4 separate regions of the Sus scrofa genome follow, and regions 1, 3 and 4 are each linked to region 2. A link is a contact called in public HiChIP or PLAC-seq data. All regions are on one chromosome and are shown on one strand. The core of a region is the stretch at or near the end of the contact, and the rest is flanking DNA. Distances in the headings are between cores, read along the strand shown. Region 1 overlaps FGGY (FGGY carbohydrate kinase domain-containing protein). Region 2 holds the start of JUN (Jun proto-oncogene, AP-1 transcription factor subunit). Region 3 overlaps FGGY (FGGY carbohydrate kinase domain-containing protein). Region 4 overlaps FGGY (FGGY carbohydrate kinase domain-containing protein).

The links. HiChIP or PLAC-seq counts read pairs in DNA pulled down with a chosen protein or histone mark.
Region 1: an H3K27ac HiChIP or PLAC-seq map of skeletal muscle shows a contact between it and region 2. The contact joins the enhancer-like site here to the promoter of JUN in region 2. A contact is called at or near these places in 2 of 5 promoter capture datasets (fetal skeletal muscle and liver), 5 of 47 Hi-C or Micro-C datasets (fibroblasts, heart right ventricle, retroperitoneal adipose tissue and 2 more) and 2 of 2 datasets of contacts at active chromatin or transcription factors (alveolar macrophages and skeletal muscle).
Region 3: a contact with region 2 is called in an H3K27ac HiChIP or PLAC-seq map of skeletal muscle. The contact joins the enhancer-like site here to the promoter of JUN in region 2. A contact is called at or near these places in 1 of 5 promoter capture datasets (fetal skeletal muscle), 4 of 47 Hi-C or Micro-C datasets (embryonic fibroblasts, fetal heart ventricle and skeletal muscle) and 2 of 2 datasets of contacts at active chromatin or transcription factors (alveolar macrophages and skeletal muscle).
Region 4: a contact with region 2 is called in an H3K27ac HiChIP or PLAC-seq map of alveolar macrophages. The contact joins the enhancer-like site here to the promoter of JUN in region 2. A contact is called at or near these places in 3 of 5 promoter capture datasets (fetal skeletal muscle and liver), 4 of 47 Hi-C or Micro-C datasets (fetal heart ventricle, psoas muscle, skeletal muscle and 1 more) and 2 of 2 datasets of contacts at active chromatin or transcription factors (alveolar macrophages and skeletal muscle).

Annotation. Positions count from the first base shown.
Region 1 is chr6:153,143,525-153,146,928 of Sscrofa11.1, reverse strand. The region is part of intron 4 of FGGY (FGGY carbohydrate kinase domain-containing protein); the gene reads left to right. Among named protein-coding and RNA genes, the nearest start is that of FGGY, 68 kb to the left of the region's middle. Within about 2 kb of position 1,303, at least 31 of the 83 cell types and tissues checked have an H3K27ac peak or open chromatin away from gene starts, as enhancers often do. A contact at or near this core is called in alveolar macrophages, retroperitoneal adipose tissue, skeletal muscle and 1 more, where this site is marked.
Region 2 is chr6:153,685,063-153,688,166 of Sscrofa11.1, reverse strand. JUN (Jun proto-oncogene, AP-1 transcription factor subunit) reads right to left here and starts at 1,742. Exons shown (of 1, transcript NM_213880.1): 1 at 532-1,742. The coding sequence starts at 1,564. The coding sequence ends at 557.
Region 3 is chr6:153,124,557-153,127,955 of Sscrofa11.1, reverse strand. All of the region lies in intron 5 of FGGY (FGGY carbohydrate kinase domain-containing protein), which reads left to right. Among named protein-coding and RNA genes, the nearest start is that of FGGY, 87 kb to the left of the region's middle. Within about 2 kb of position 1,730, at least 40 of the 83 cell types and tissues checked have an H3K27ac peak or open chromatin away from gene starts, as enhancers often do. A contact at or near this core is called in fetal skeletal muscle and skeletal muscle, where this site is marked.
Region 4 is chr6:153,092,848-153,096,270 of Sscrofa11.1, reverse strand. The region is part of intron 5 of FGGY (FGGY carbohydrate kinase domain-containing protein); the gene reads left to right. Among named protein-coding and RNA genes, the nearest start is that of FGGY, 120 kb to the left of the region's middle. Within about 2 kb of position 1,785, at least 3 of the 83 cell types and tissues checked have an H3K27ac peak or open chromatin away from gene starts, as enhancers often do. A contact at or near this core is called in alveolar macrophages, where this site is marked.

The sequences.
Region 1 (3,404 bases), core at 54-2,553, 540 kb after region 2:
ATATTATGATAAAGTTATGAGGCTGACTCACCAAACCTTGCTATCAGGCTCATTACATTATTGTCATACATCATCTTATTAATTACCGTTTCCTTTGCACACGTCTTTCTCCAGCGTTGTTGTAATTTCATCATAGAAGTGTCTGACTTTAAATTTCTTTGTACCTCCTGAAACTTTTTTTTTTTCCCCACGCGTTAGCTGGCTTTTGCCCTACAGGAATTTGTCTTTTTGAGATGGATTTAAGTGTGTGAATATATAGCTAGGACACAGCAAGAGATGGGGGGTAAGGGTGACATTTGAGCTGCATTTGAATCAAAGGTAGATGTTTGATCATGAGAGAAGATGGGAAAACAGTCTCAGTAGAGACCTCAACAGGGGCAGGAAAATATGAAGAAGTACAGTGTGTTTGGGGAAGGGAATGAAATGAGGTGAGATCAGGGTGGGGAGTGGCTAAGAGAGGGGGCAGTGAGCCCAGAAGAATTCATAAAAGTCGTGGCCAAGTTGGAGCTAGGTTGTCAAGTGTCCTGTGAGCCATGTCAAGCAGATAAAATGTGATTCTGGGCCACGAAGAACTGCAGGACCACTTTAAGCAAAGAGATGTCACCTTTGTGCGATGCCTCTGGTAGCACAAAGCTCTCAGCATATCTGTCTGACTGAAGTATCTCCAGCGTTTGGTCTCTTTCTCTGTGTATGAGAGTTTGAAACACAATTGTTTCATTCATTCTGGGAATTTTCGGGTTGGGGATTATGAACATGTTTTTCAGCATTTTTTTTTTTCTTTTCCCCAAAGAGTGAGCTTAAGGATTGAGTTTCTTCCTGAAACATCTTTCCTCTCCGGGTTATCAGCCTGTGCCCTGATTCACAGTCCTGGGTGGCGTGAGGATCAAGTTTTGCTTTTTGTTGGGTAGTTGTGCTGGAAAACAACATCGTGAGTATTTGGGATGTTCTGGCAGGATCACTTAGTGGGAGGAGAGTTTCATTCACTGCACACAGCAGGGAGCCCAATAGCTTCCCTTTGCAAGTCATAGCAAAACACTTAGATGAGCCTTTTTTAATTGGCCAGCCCCTTCTTTCTCATGCTGTTCCTAGAGCCTGGCGTCTCCCAACATACTTTGCAGTGTCTGCTTCATCTTCCACTCCTCACCCCAACACCCCCCTCCAGGTTCCCTTGGGATCTGGAAGCCAGCGGAGACCTCACCCCCTCCCTGGACAGGACAGTGAGAAGGCATGGAAGAGGGTTCCAGCTCTGTGCCCCAGCCTGGTGGGCTGGCTGCTGCCTGGCCCTGAATCTTGGATCTATTACTCCATCTCCGCCCTCTGCTGAGCCCTGCAGCTGTGTGTGTTTTGAGTGGTAGCCACCTCCCAAGAAAGGCTGTGGTTTTATGAAGTAATAGATGATTTTATAAAAAAAGAGTTGTTCTCTTTGGTTGCTTTCAAGCCTGAGGGATCGCTTAGCTCAAAGGATTGTTATTGGAATGCGGGAGCCTCTATTGCCAAGTCACACACCCCAATCACTGCTGATTTCTCTCCCTCTCTCTTTTTTTTTTTCTTTCTTCTTTCTTGAAAAGACTAGTTTTTGTTAGTTGCTTGGTAACTGGGACATAGACTTTGCTCCTTCAGCACAGAGAGCTCTGCTCCTCATTTGAATCCGATTCAGTGCTTACACAGTGAGGTGTGCCTGACATTGGCATGCGCTGGGGACATGCTCTGTGTTTCCTGTAACCTGTGCACCATTTGTGCCCGGAGGTTGTTATCAAGGTCTTAGAATTTAAGTGAGTTGCCCCGGATTGAAAGTGAGAGCTCTAATATTAGGAAAAAAAAAATTAAAAATATGTTGGGGAGGGCTTTTCTTTGTTTTGTTTTGGTTTTTTGTTTTTCTCTCTGTAAAGAATGGTAAAAGCTTCCATCACGATGCTTCCAAAAGGCCAAAACCCACAGCTCTGCTAGATCTGGGAGCCTTCGGGTGGTGACTGTGGCCTGGGCAAAGGAACTGTCACCTTAGAGCAGGAAGCCCTGGGCTATGACCTTGTCGTTCAAACCTAAGTTTCTACATCCTTTGTAGGCACCTGTCCCCCACCGCCGCCCTGAGAATCCAAGGAGAGGAGGTGTGCGGGGGCACTCTTGTAAGCTGTGGAAGGACCTACGAAGAGAATCACCGTGTCTGATGCAAGCCCAGTGGTTCCAAGGGTAGATTAATTCAGTAACATCGAGACCCTTGGCTGTGGTTGTCCTCTCTGGGGCGAGGGAGAGATGGAGAGATTTTCCCATGGCCCTGGATTAAAAATCCATCCACGGGGGCTCATAGGCCCTTTGCCAATCTAGCATGTGATGACTAAGCACTTGTGAATCATGGAGCTCAACTTCAGAACAGCATGGGAACCTCGTAGGTAGTGTCAGCATCTCCAAGTAAGGGGTCAGGCTCCTGGAAAAAGTCCCACTCGTCCAGGCAGACTCTTCCCCCACTTCCCTCTGCTGGCCAAGCTTCAGACTTTGCTTTTGTGGGGAAGGCAGAGGGTACACACTGCTGCTGTCTTCTCCCCAGAGACCCTGTGCATCCTTTTAGGGAAACACTCCTCGCAAGTTTCTCATCCTGTGGGGAGGTCGCGCCTCGGCTCAGTGAAGCCAGCGTTGTCTCAAGAAAAGATGACGCTGCCTGGCTGCCTTGCACCTCCTGCCCCCAGCGTGTCTCTTTCTGGCAGGAGGCCTGCAGTTCTCTTCGAGATATTCTGCCCGGGTTCCATTGTCCGCGGCAGCGGCTGTCCGCAAGGCTCCAGGCTGAAAGCTCTCATTCTGCAGGGTCTTTAGTGGCCGTACACAAGATCTAACAGAAGCAGTTGTTTTCGGAGTTGAGGAGGACAGCTTGGCCTTGGCTGGAGGCACTGGTTGTTGCTGCATTGGTTTCGTGGTTTATTTCTCATTGGCCTTGGATTTCTGGAGTCTTTAGAATGAGGCTTTTCTCCCTGAGAACTGATCACCGAAACCACAAAGCACATGGAAAGCGATTTGGGGGACTACCCAGAAGACATACTAGTTGTTTGACTCATAGTTTCAAAGGCTGCCATTTGCTGATTGGGACCTATTTGTGTATGGAGATACTGCTAGTTCAGAGCTGTGTCAGGCATCTGTAGTCAACGTTAAGTGCTGCTTTGTCCAACCTTAAGATGTACAAGTGTTCAAAGGAAAGTTTAGCCCTTTCTAGATGTAAGGTCTCACCCAAATGCTTAGGAATTTAAAACAAATAACAACAGTGACAGAGAATGGGCTTAACACTGTCTTTTCCGTCTAACCCCTTTTGATGTTACTCTTGTTTCAATGGGACCCTGCTTCTGGGTTAATACTCAGCTTCTTTGATGTACGTAGGTGTCTGTGTTCAGATAGCAGTGATAGGAAAGGGGAAAATAGGA
Region 2 (3,104 bases), core at 493-2,992:
CAGCTTTCATCAAATTAAAAAATATATATATGTACATACACAGTAATGGAAGGCAGGCCAGAAAGAGTTCATCTGCAGGCTGGGCCTCGCTCTCACAAACCTCCCTCCCGCCTCCCCTCCCCCACCCCCCCCTTTGTGTTAAGGAGTACTACAGAAGCAATCTACAGTCTCTATTGCAGTTTGCAACCCTCCCCCCTCCCCCCCCTTAATACTGAATGAGATCGAATGTTAGGTCCATGCAGTTCTTGGTCAGTGTTAAAGAAAAGTCTTAACGTTCTGTTTGCGCGGGGACAGCCCGTTCGCAAAGCGGGGCAGCCCGCGGGCTGCCGCTCCCTGGCTCCGCGCCGAGGGAGGGCGAGCCAAGTCCTTCCCACTCGTGCACACTGGGGGCGCCGTCAGGACGCAACCCAGTCCAACTTGGATACCCTTGGCTTTAGTCCTCCGACACTTCTTTTTTTTTTCTCCCTCTCTCTCGCAACTTGTCAAGTTCTCAAGTCTGTCTCTCTGCTATTTTTTTTTTTTTCTCCATTGCCCCTCAGCCCCCAACAGTCTCGCCTCAAAACGTTTGCAACTGCTGCGTTAGCATGAGTTGGCACCCACTGTTAACGTGGTTCATGACTTTTTGTTTAAGCTGGGCCACCTGTTCCCTGAGCATGTTGGCGGTGGACGCCAGCTCCGAGTTCTGCGCTTTCAAGGTTTTCACTTTTTCCTCCAGCCGGGCGATCCTCTCCAGCTTCCTTTTCCGGCACTTGGAGGCAGCGATGCGGTTCCTCATGCGCTTCCTCTCCGCCTTGATCCGCTCCTGCGACTCCATGTCGATGGGAGACAGGGGCGGGGTTTCCCCGGGCATCTCGGGCACCGTCTGCGGCTCCTCCTTCAGGGCCTGCAGCCGCGGGTGCTGCACGGGGATCTGCTGGGGCAGGTGGTGCGGCGGCTGCGGTGGTTGCTGTTGCTGCTGCTGGGGCTGAGCGGGAAAGGCCAGGCCCGCCGCGCCGTAGGAGGGCGCCCCGCCGCCGCTGCTCAGCGCGCCGGGGTTGAAGTTGCTGAGATTAGCGTAGACTGGCGGCTCGCTGTGTAGGCTGGCGCTGAAGCCGCCGCTGCCGCTGCCGCCCGCCACTGAAGCTACCGCCGGAGCCACCAGGCCCGCCCCGCTGACCGGCTGCGCCGCCGACGTGACGCTGGGCAGAGTGTTCTGGCTGTGCAGTTCGGCCAGCGCGCGCACGAACCCCTCGGCGAAGCCCTCCTGCTCGTCAGTCACGTTCTTGGGGCATAGGAACTGGGTAGGGGTCGGCGTGGTGGTGATGTGCCCGTTACTGGACTGGATTATCAGGCGCTCGAGTTCGGGCGACGCCAGCTTGAGCAGCCCCACGTCGGGCGAGGTGAGGAGGTCGGAGTTCTTGGCCCGTAGGTGCGGCTTCAGGTTGCCCACCGGGTCAGCCAGGTTCAGGGTCATGCTCTGCTTCAGGATCTTGGGGTTACTGTAGCCGTAGGCACCGCTCTCGGACTGGAGGAACGAGGCGTTGAGGGCATCGTCGTAGAAGGTCGTTTCCATCTTTGCAGTCATAGAACAGTCCGTCACTTCACGTGGGGTGAGTTTGGGTTGCGCGCAGAAGTTTCGGGGCCGCAACAGCGCGCTGGCAAACGGGGGACACCCGCGCTTCCCGGGGCCGTGAGCGAGGAAAGTTTCTCTAAGAGCGCGCGCCCCCGCCGGCTGGCCTCCCCCCTGCGCCCTCCTCACCAGCTCGCTCCGGGGGATCGCAAGGTTGAGACGCCGCCCGCACTCTTACTCGTCCGCTCGCGCGCGCTTCCCGGCTTTGAAAAAGTCGCGGTCACTCACGGTGAGCTCTCGGGAGCAGCGGTTCCTCGGAGCCCGCGGACGAACTCGCTTCCAGGCGGAGGCAGGCAGCGCAAAGCCCGCGGTGGCCTGCCCGCGGCGGGTCTCCGCCGCCCGGACTCCGACGACTGTCCCCTCCTCCGCTGCGAGGGGGAGGGGGCGCCCGGCAGCCGCGGGTCGCGCTCGCCCAAGTTCAGCAACCGGTGCGAGCGGAGCGGAGCGCACGTCCTCCTCACTCCACCGCCTCCTTTTCTTTACCGCCTCTGCGGCAGCTTCGGGCGGAGAGAAGCTTTGCGAAAGTTCGCTCCGGGACCCGGCGGCCACTTGTCCCCTGTCCTCCTTGCCGGGAAACTTCTCGCCGCTGCAGCTGGTCTCCGGACTTCCCCGTGCGGACAGTGGCCGCTCTCCGAGCTGTCAGCAGCGCCCGCGCAGCGGGGCTCTCCGCCTGGGGGCGGCTGGAGAAGGGGATCTCCCGGCACTCCCCAAAACACCAGCCCGGGAGCCACAGGCGTTAGCTCCGGGTCGTGGGAGAGAAAATGGAAAAGAAAATAAGATTTGCAGTCCGCCCCGACTGACGGTGCCTGTCTGCCTGCCTGAATCGGCGAACCTCCACTCCCGCCTCGCTGCTTCAGCCACACTCAGTGCAACTCTGAGCCCTTATCCAGCCGGAGCTCAACACTTATCTGCTACCAGTAAACCCCTAAAAATAGCCCATGATGTCACCCCAAGGCCTTCCCATTGGCTCTTGTCGCTCTCAGGAGGGCGGGCCCACCCGTCGCCATGGAGACCCCACCCTAGAAGATTCTTCTCTGGACCCGCGGAGGCTCACGGGATGAGGTAATGCTCCGCTGCCCTCCTACAGTTGGGCCCTTCTTTTGCCTCCCCTCCCTCCTCTCCTCGCGACTAGCGCCTCTCTCTTCCCCCTCCCCTCCTCGGCGCGTCTTTCCTGGCCCGCCCGGTGCATTGTGGGCTGACGTCTTGGGGTTTGACTGTCTAGTGACGGTGGCTGCCGCAAGCTGGGCGGACTCCGGCGGCGGCTCGCAGCCTCTGAAGGAGGCGGGCTCAAGTTCAGGGAAGGCAGGGGATGCGGGGACCCGGAAGGCTGGGGAACCGGGCCCGATGGCTCGGCCTGAGTGGGCTGGGCGGGTGTCACTGAGGGGGTCGATGTCATCTGCGGGCACTTCGCCGCCGCGCGGGGGGGAGGGGGCGGGCTAAGCGCCCAGGTCCCTGCCCCCCCCCGCATTTCCGGGGGGCGGGAGCACCGCCCTTA
Region 3 (3,399 bases), core at 481-2,980, 560 kb after region 2:
ATCTTCTTTATCCATTCATCTGTCTTTTTCAGCTCTTTGGTATAGATCTAGATGTGAGTTCCATACCCTTGAAAGTCATACAGCCAGTAGGACTGTAATTTTTCAACTGAGTAGCTGTATAGCATTTCCTTTGCTTACCAGTTTTCTCTGAGACCTTGAATTTCTTTTAGAATCTAGTCTTGTTTGCTCTTTAATATGGTAAAAGTGGAGCAATCTCAGGCTGGGAGTCCTCATTTACAAATAGTATGACAGTATATTCTTTGCTGAAATAACATTTTTGACTGCACCCATGGCATGTTCCCAGGCCAGGGATTGAACCTGTGTCACAGCAGTAAACAGAGCCAAAGCAGTGACAACACCAGATCCTTAAACCTCAGAACTATCAGGGAACTCCTGCTGAAAATGTTTTGAAACTGTAAAAATGCTCAAGAATAGAGATCACGTTTTCCAGGTGCTATTACAGAATCCCGGAAGGTTCTTGCTGTGAGGGTGAAACTGCTAAGTGAAGTAGGGGTTAGGTTTTAAGGGGACCATATCCAAGTCATATATTGTTTAGAGTTCTTTTCTCTGACCCCGGAAGGCCTTCCTTGGGAGGGACAGGACATTTTGGTCTTGGTGGCCTCTTAAATCAGTTTGCTATCCTGGATGGCTGCCACTGTAGGTGAACTCTTGTGAACTTTTGGATATGCTGTACTTGTGTGATTCTAGGTAGCCTCTGAGTTTCAGTCTGATTAACGGTGTCAATATTCAGTCTTGGATACTGTAAGAACTCTGTGGCCTTGATGGTGAGGCCTTAGGACACATAGCATAAAATACACCTGGTGGCATGGTTTGAAACTTGGAAGAAATATCTGGTCCAGCCAGGTAACCCTGGGCCCTTGGTGCTCAGTTTGTCTGCAGAGTGTGGTGGCTGGATTAGGTGATCCATTTAGCCCCTCCCTGGACTGAACCTCTGAGTCCAAAAGTAATGGTGTCGACCAAAGTCTCCCTTTGACTTCTTTCTTAAAGCTCAGGTTATTGGAAGAAGTATTATAAAAGCCTGACATTAAATTCAACCCTTTGGGATATAATTTAGTGTCAGAATGCTGTATCCTTGTCTTCTTTTTTCACCTCTTCTAGTTAGTTTATTATTTTTTAAATACACCTTCTTTTTTTCTTGTTTTCTTCATTTTTCTTCCTTGCTCTAAATTATAGTCAAGGGCCTTTGAAGAGAATTCTTAAATGTTATTAAGAAATTGCAGTCAGGGAGCCCTTTGTTCCCAAGTCATTTAGAAGATTGCTTTTCCTTTTGTTAAATATGAAACATTGTCAACCTGCATTGTTAAAATGTGCCAAAAACTGCATTCACCACTAAAAAGTGTCAGCTCTCATTATTGCCCAGATATTATTCTTTTCAAAAGCTGAGCACTCTCCCCGGGCTTTCTAAACAATCTTCAGCTCATTCATCTTTCTGGTTTCGTTACGTTTTTGAACCTCTCTCAGTCCTACCTAGAGTGGCAGCCTGTCTTTTAAAAATTAATGGGTTCCAAATGCCAGTCAAACCTATTTCCGCCCTCAACCTCCTGCTCCCCTCTCCGGCCCTGCCTGTTAGGAGTCTTATACTCTGTATAAATATTGAGCTGCAGATAGTTTCTAAAGAGGTGTTTGGACTTTTAATTAACACTGACAGCCTGTCTGCCTGGGATTTTGCTCTGCTGTCTCCATGGAAAAGTCAGGCAGGTCATATGGAGAGGAGCGGGGCTCCGCAGTGGATATGTTCCTGGCGGCTGGCCCTAGAGACACTGAACTCCGAGCCAACCATGAAGTCATTTTGAATTTAAGGAGTCTTGCTAATCCAAGGCAATGTGTCTTAATTTGACAAAGTAAAGACTGCCCGATAAGCAACCCTAACTACAAGTTCTGTGAAACTGGGGGTGTTTGTAAGTTTAGATTGTGCTAGAGAAACGTGGTGATGTGGAAGAATGGGCTCGTTTTCTTCTGTTTACTCCCTTTCCCATCCCATCCCCCCCCTCCCCCCCCCCGACTTTGGCCCAGTTCAGCCCTGCAGTCTGGCCTCTGCAGTGGCTTGATATGAAATTTGAGAAACATATGTAGTTTTCTATTTCAGGAAAATGATCTCAGGGATTGAATGTGTTTTTTTGTCGGCTGTTAAGCTCTGATCTTGCCCAGTGTGGTTTTTTGATGATGGGAAAGAGGCTTCGAAGTGCTTTTTATCAGAATTCCTTGTAATAAACCTTAGGGCTTTTTTTTTTTTTTTTCGTTAGGCCCCCACCCCCTCCCTGGCCCTCAGCACAATGTCATCTATTCTGTCAGAAGTGGGAAGAAGTGCACGTTGTTCATGTTACAATCAGTTCATTGCTGCGGGCAGGCACATACACAAAAATGGCCGCTGTGTCCACCCTTCACAAAAGCTGTTTTAAATGTAGTTCAGTGGAGGGCCAGGGGTCTGCATACTGTTGCCCATAAAGGAAAAGGGAACCATGGAGGAGAAGTCGGCCTTTGTTTTGCCTTGGAAGGGCCAGTATTCTTCTTTGTTCTTGAGGTGAGAGCCAACAATGGGCCCAGTGCCCTGTAAAACCAAACTTCATTGATCCAGGCATGCAGAGGATGTGTGGACCAGCATGGCTGGGCCTGATGAGAGCAGAGCCGAGAGAGGGGTGAGGTGAAGTGCTGGCCGGGAGATGGGGAGGTGGGAGGCCGACTCGATTATTTTCATTTGGGTCTGACCTGCCCCGTGTCCGAGGAGGAGGCATGGCTCCAGCCCATCAAGGAGCATCTCTGTCATGGTAGAGAAGGGTTCCCTGCTTATTCACCAGATGCAGGCCTCTTGAGGACAGTTGCATGTCCACGTTCATCTTTGCTTCCAGGGGGTACTTGCTGAATGAATAAGAGAATGATGTGCTCCAGCGGAGATCTCTACAGAATACGCTGAAAGCATAGACAAAGGACCGACCTACCCATCCCAAGAGTTGGGCAAAAAGGGGGAGAAAGCACAGAAAGGTGTACCCAGAGGAAAGGGAGCTGGCATTCCTGGGCAGCATGCCCGTTATCCGATTTGATCCTTGTATCATTTTAACAGATGAGGAAACCAAGACAGGGGACACGTTCATCATCACACAGCCATGAAGGAGCAGAGGCTGGATCTGAAACTAGGTCTGCATGGCTCCTAAGCGATGTCATTTGGTGTGGCTCAATCTTCCAGCAAGGGAGGAAGGATGGAAATCCTGGTTCCTCTCACACTGCATTTGTCTCCACCACTTGTTTGGTTTGCAGTGAAAAGCCCCCCTCCCTCTGGCCCTGAGATCTGGGCTTTGTCGAAATGGTTTGGGAAAATTTAAGAGACTTTTGGGCAGTGGTGGAGATGGGCTTCCCCTGAAGGAAATGCATTGAAATTGAAGC
Region 4 (3,423 bases), core at 536-3,035, 590 kb after region 2:
TTTGCAAAAGATTTTTACTTTCAGGGTTTGCGATAAAGTCATGAGTCCAAGGTCAGTTTAAGTGCTCTCCGAGGTCACTTTCCTGATGTTTTTCTCTCGCTAGAAGTTCTTTTGACCTTTTAGTATGTATTTCTTACATAAATCCATTGGAAAATGGGAAATCGTGAAGGTAATTCTCTCAAACTGTGTTTGAATTTTTGTTCTAACATGACTATTTTGACACCCATTTTTATTAGTTAAGGAAAAATGGATCTTGGAATTGACAGCTTTTAACCTTGCATGTGCTAAAATTAATTTGATCTCTTCTGTTGGTGCAGGAATTCAGCTTTTGAAGGACCAGGAAGAGGAAGGAAGGTGGAGGTGAAAAGGAAAAGTTGATTAATAGTGACCTGGAATATTACTCAGTCTTGGCAAAAAGCTTTTTTTTTTAAGTCCCAAATCTCTACCACAAACATGGCTTCCTTCAGATTCTGGTTACTTGTAAACCTTATGTGTACTCAAGGGGTATAGAGCAGGTAGGATTCTGACCTGTCTACCTTAACTTCCATCTTCACATAATCGTAGCTGTTCTTTGTCTTCCCTCTCTGGAAACTGGCATAAGGAGAAGAGTGAGAAGGTGGGAGAGGGCTCCACTGGTATTCATCCAGTACCCACTGGAATGCCTGTGTCCATCCTGTTTTGTCAGTGTATTAACCAGAGTCCCTGCAAAAAGCAGGTGGCACACACCAGTGGGGTAATTTAAGAAGAATGGGCAAGTGTGGGGAAACCACAGGGGAATGTACACAAGACCCCTGGGCGCCCAGAATGGGCGCCGGTGCCAAGGACAAGGGTGTGGGTGGGCGTGTTACCAGGTCCTGGAGAGATGATCTGCAGAGAGCCTCAGGAGTTTGACCATTGGTAGAGAGTCACCGCCAGGCCACACTTCCCTCTGGTCTTCTGATGTCCCTCAGTGTCCCCTCCTTGGCCAAACCAGTTCCAGGCCAGAGGGCGGGGGGCAGCAGGGGTGGGGTGGGACGGGGCTTTGGCTGTGATTCATACCACCACCATCCTGGGTGAGAAAGCAGGGTGGAGAAGGTTAGGGGGTGCATCTGAAGAGGCAGGTGGAGGATATCTGGAGCAATGGGACATTCGTTCTGATTGTTTCCCTCTTGTGGTCAGATATTTGTGGAGGAATCAGGTGGTGGGGGTTGAGGGGTGGCTGTGCTTTGGAGTCAGAGAGTCTGGTACAGAATCACATCTGCTCCACTTGCTCAAGAGTGATTCTCGGCTCTTCTAAGTTCACCAAGCTCGTGTTTCCTCATCGTATGGTGGGATCAAGTCTAATGCCTAAACCAAAAGCTTTTGGGGAGGCTCAAAACAGAAAATATTTCGCTGCTCTTGAGGGGACTTGGAAAAGGCTGGAAGAGGCTGTAGGAAAATGTGAGCAGCAGACCTCAGTGGAGTTGTTTTTCTATAAAAACAGATATAACTCTGTCGTGAGCTTAGAGTTGCTTTTTTGTTCAATACATTTTTCTATATTTCAGATTCCTTACCTCAGGAAAACGAAAACAAGGGTTATTGATAAATATGTTGGTACTACGCTCCAAGTGATAATTGTTCGCTGACACTGTGCTCTCTGCTTTACTGAGGTGTGTGGATTAGCATCCACAGCAGAGCTGGCTTGACTGTGGGCACACCGCCATGTGTCATTTCTTGTGATGTGGCCATAGGCGCAATTCTAGTGTCTCATCCCCAGGAAGCCTCTGCCAGCCCCTCCAGGGCTTCTCCTCTGAGTAACTGTAGCCCAGGGCTACTCCCAGCACTTAGCACATCCTGTTGCAATGATTCCCTCTGCTAGACTGGGACCTCCTTAGGCCCACGCTGTTCTATTCATCTCCGAATCATGGGCCTTGTCTCTTGTTCCTAAATGCTGCTTTCCTTCCTGTTGTCCAGGTTCCCTTACAGGCTACAGGGAGTCCTCAGGCTCAGGAACCAGAGCTCCTGCAGCAGAGAACAGCTGATCTATGCTTTGTCTATTCTCCATTTCCAAAGTCCTGGGGAAGAATTTTGATTATTTTCATATGGGTCAGGTCTACATCCTTTCAACTAGTCCCAGGGAGTGGTATGTTATAATGATCTCAGCTTTAGTCAGTGGTCCATTCCCAGGGGAATCTGGTGCGGTGAGTGAGGCAGGGTCTCTACAATCATGTCAGCTCTTATAAATCCATTGGTTGCAGTGGAGGAAGATGAATCAGTTAGGAATGCATTCAGCTTCATGATAATAGCAAGAAGCTCTTATTTAAATCAACGGGTTGCCCTGGGGAAGAAGCATATATCAGGAATATATTTGCAAAAGTGCAAACATTGGTTTTTGGAGGATGAAAGTATCTGAGATACTGCAGTGATGTGTAGCCTTCTAAAGCCCATCCCTACCTAACAATGTAAACAGATATGTATAGGTATTAAAATTTCATGAGGGCAGGGATAGGAAAGGTATGTCTAAAAAGGGGTTTCAGTGGATTTGATGGTGAAAAAAAAAAGGGTTGCGATGCGATGCGAGTTATAATGACAGTAATCATGCCTAACACTTATGTAGTACTTAACAAGCGACAGAATTTTTTTTTTTGCCTTATATATTTTATTAACTCTGAAAATATGGCCGTTTTACAGTGGCTTCAACAAGTAGACTTGATTTCCTACTCTCTTGCTCTTAAATAAAAGTCCAAAGGTGATTAGACCATGTCAAAATGAGCATATCTTTAGTTGTGTAGACTTTTCCTTCAGGCTAGTAACCTCATGGTTATGAGATCATTGCTGTAGCTCCAGACATTGCATCCACCTTTAATACTAGAAGAGTGGGGAAAAAATGGAGAAAGCAGTATCTCCTTTTTCTTTTTGTTCATCTTTTTTAAAAATGAGAAAAGTAAAAGCTTTTCCAAAAACTCTCCTACTGGATTTCTGCCTATGTCTCTTTGGGTGGAATAAGGTTGCCTGGCCACTTGTAGCTAAAAGACAGGTAGGGATAGGAGAACAAGATTGTTCTGTTCACTTAGATCCACACAATCTAATATGATAGCCAGCTAGGACTATTCAAAACGGGTTTTTTTGTAATTGAGATACAATTCATAGTCCATAGTATTTACCATACTAAGTGCATATTTTGGTGATTTCTTATATATTCATGAGATTATGCAACTGTCACCACTATTTAATTCTAGAATATTTTCATCACTACCAAAAGATTCCAATATTCATTAGTAGTCACTCCCCATTCCCCCTTCCCCCAGCCCGTGGCAACACAAATCTACTTTCTGTCCCTACGGATTTGTCTGTTCTGCACATTATACATAAATGGAATTATATGATATGTGGCATTTTATGTCTGGCTTCTTTCAGTTAGCATACATTTTTTAAGGTTCATTTAAGTTGGAACATGTGTCAGCA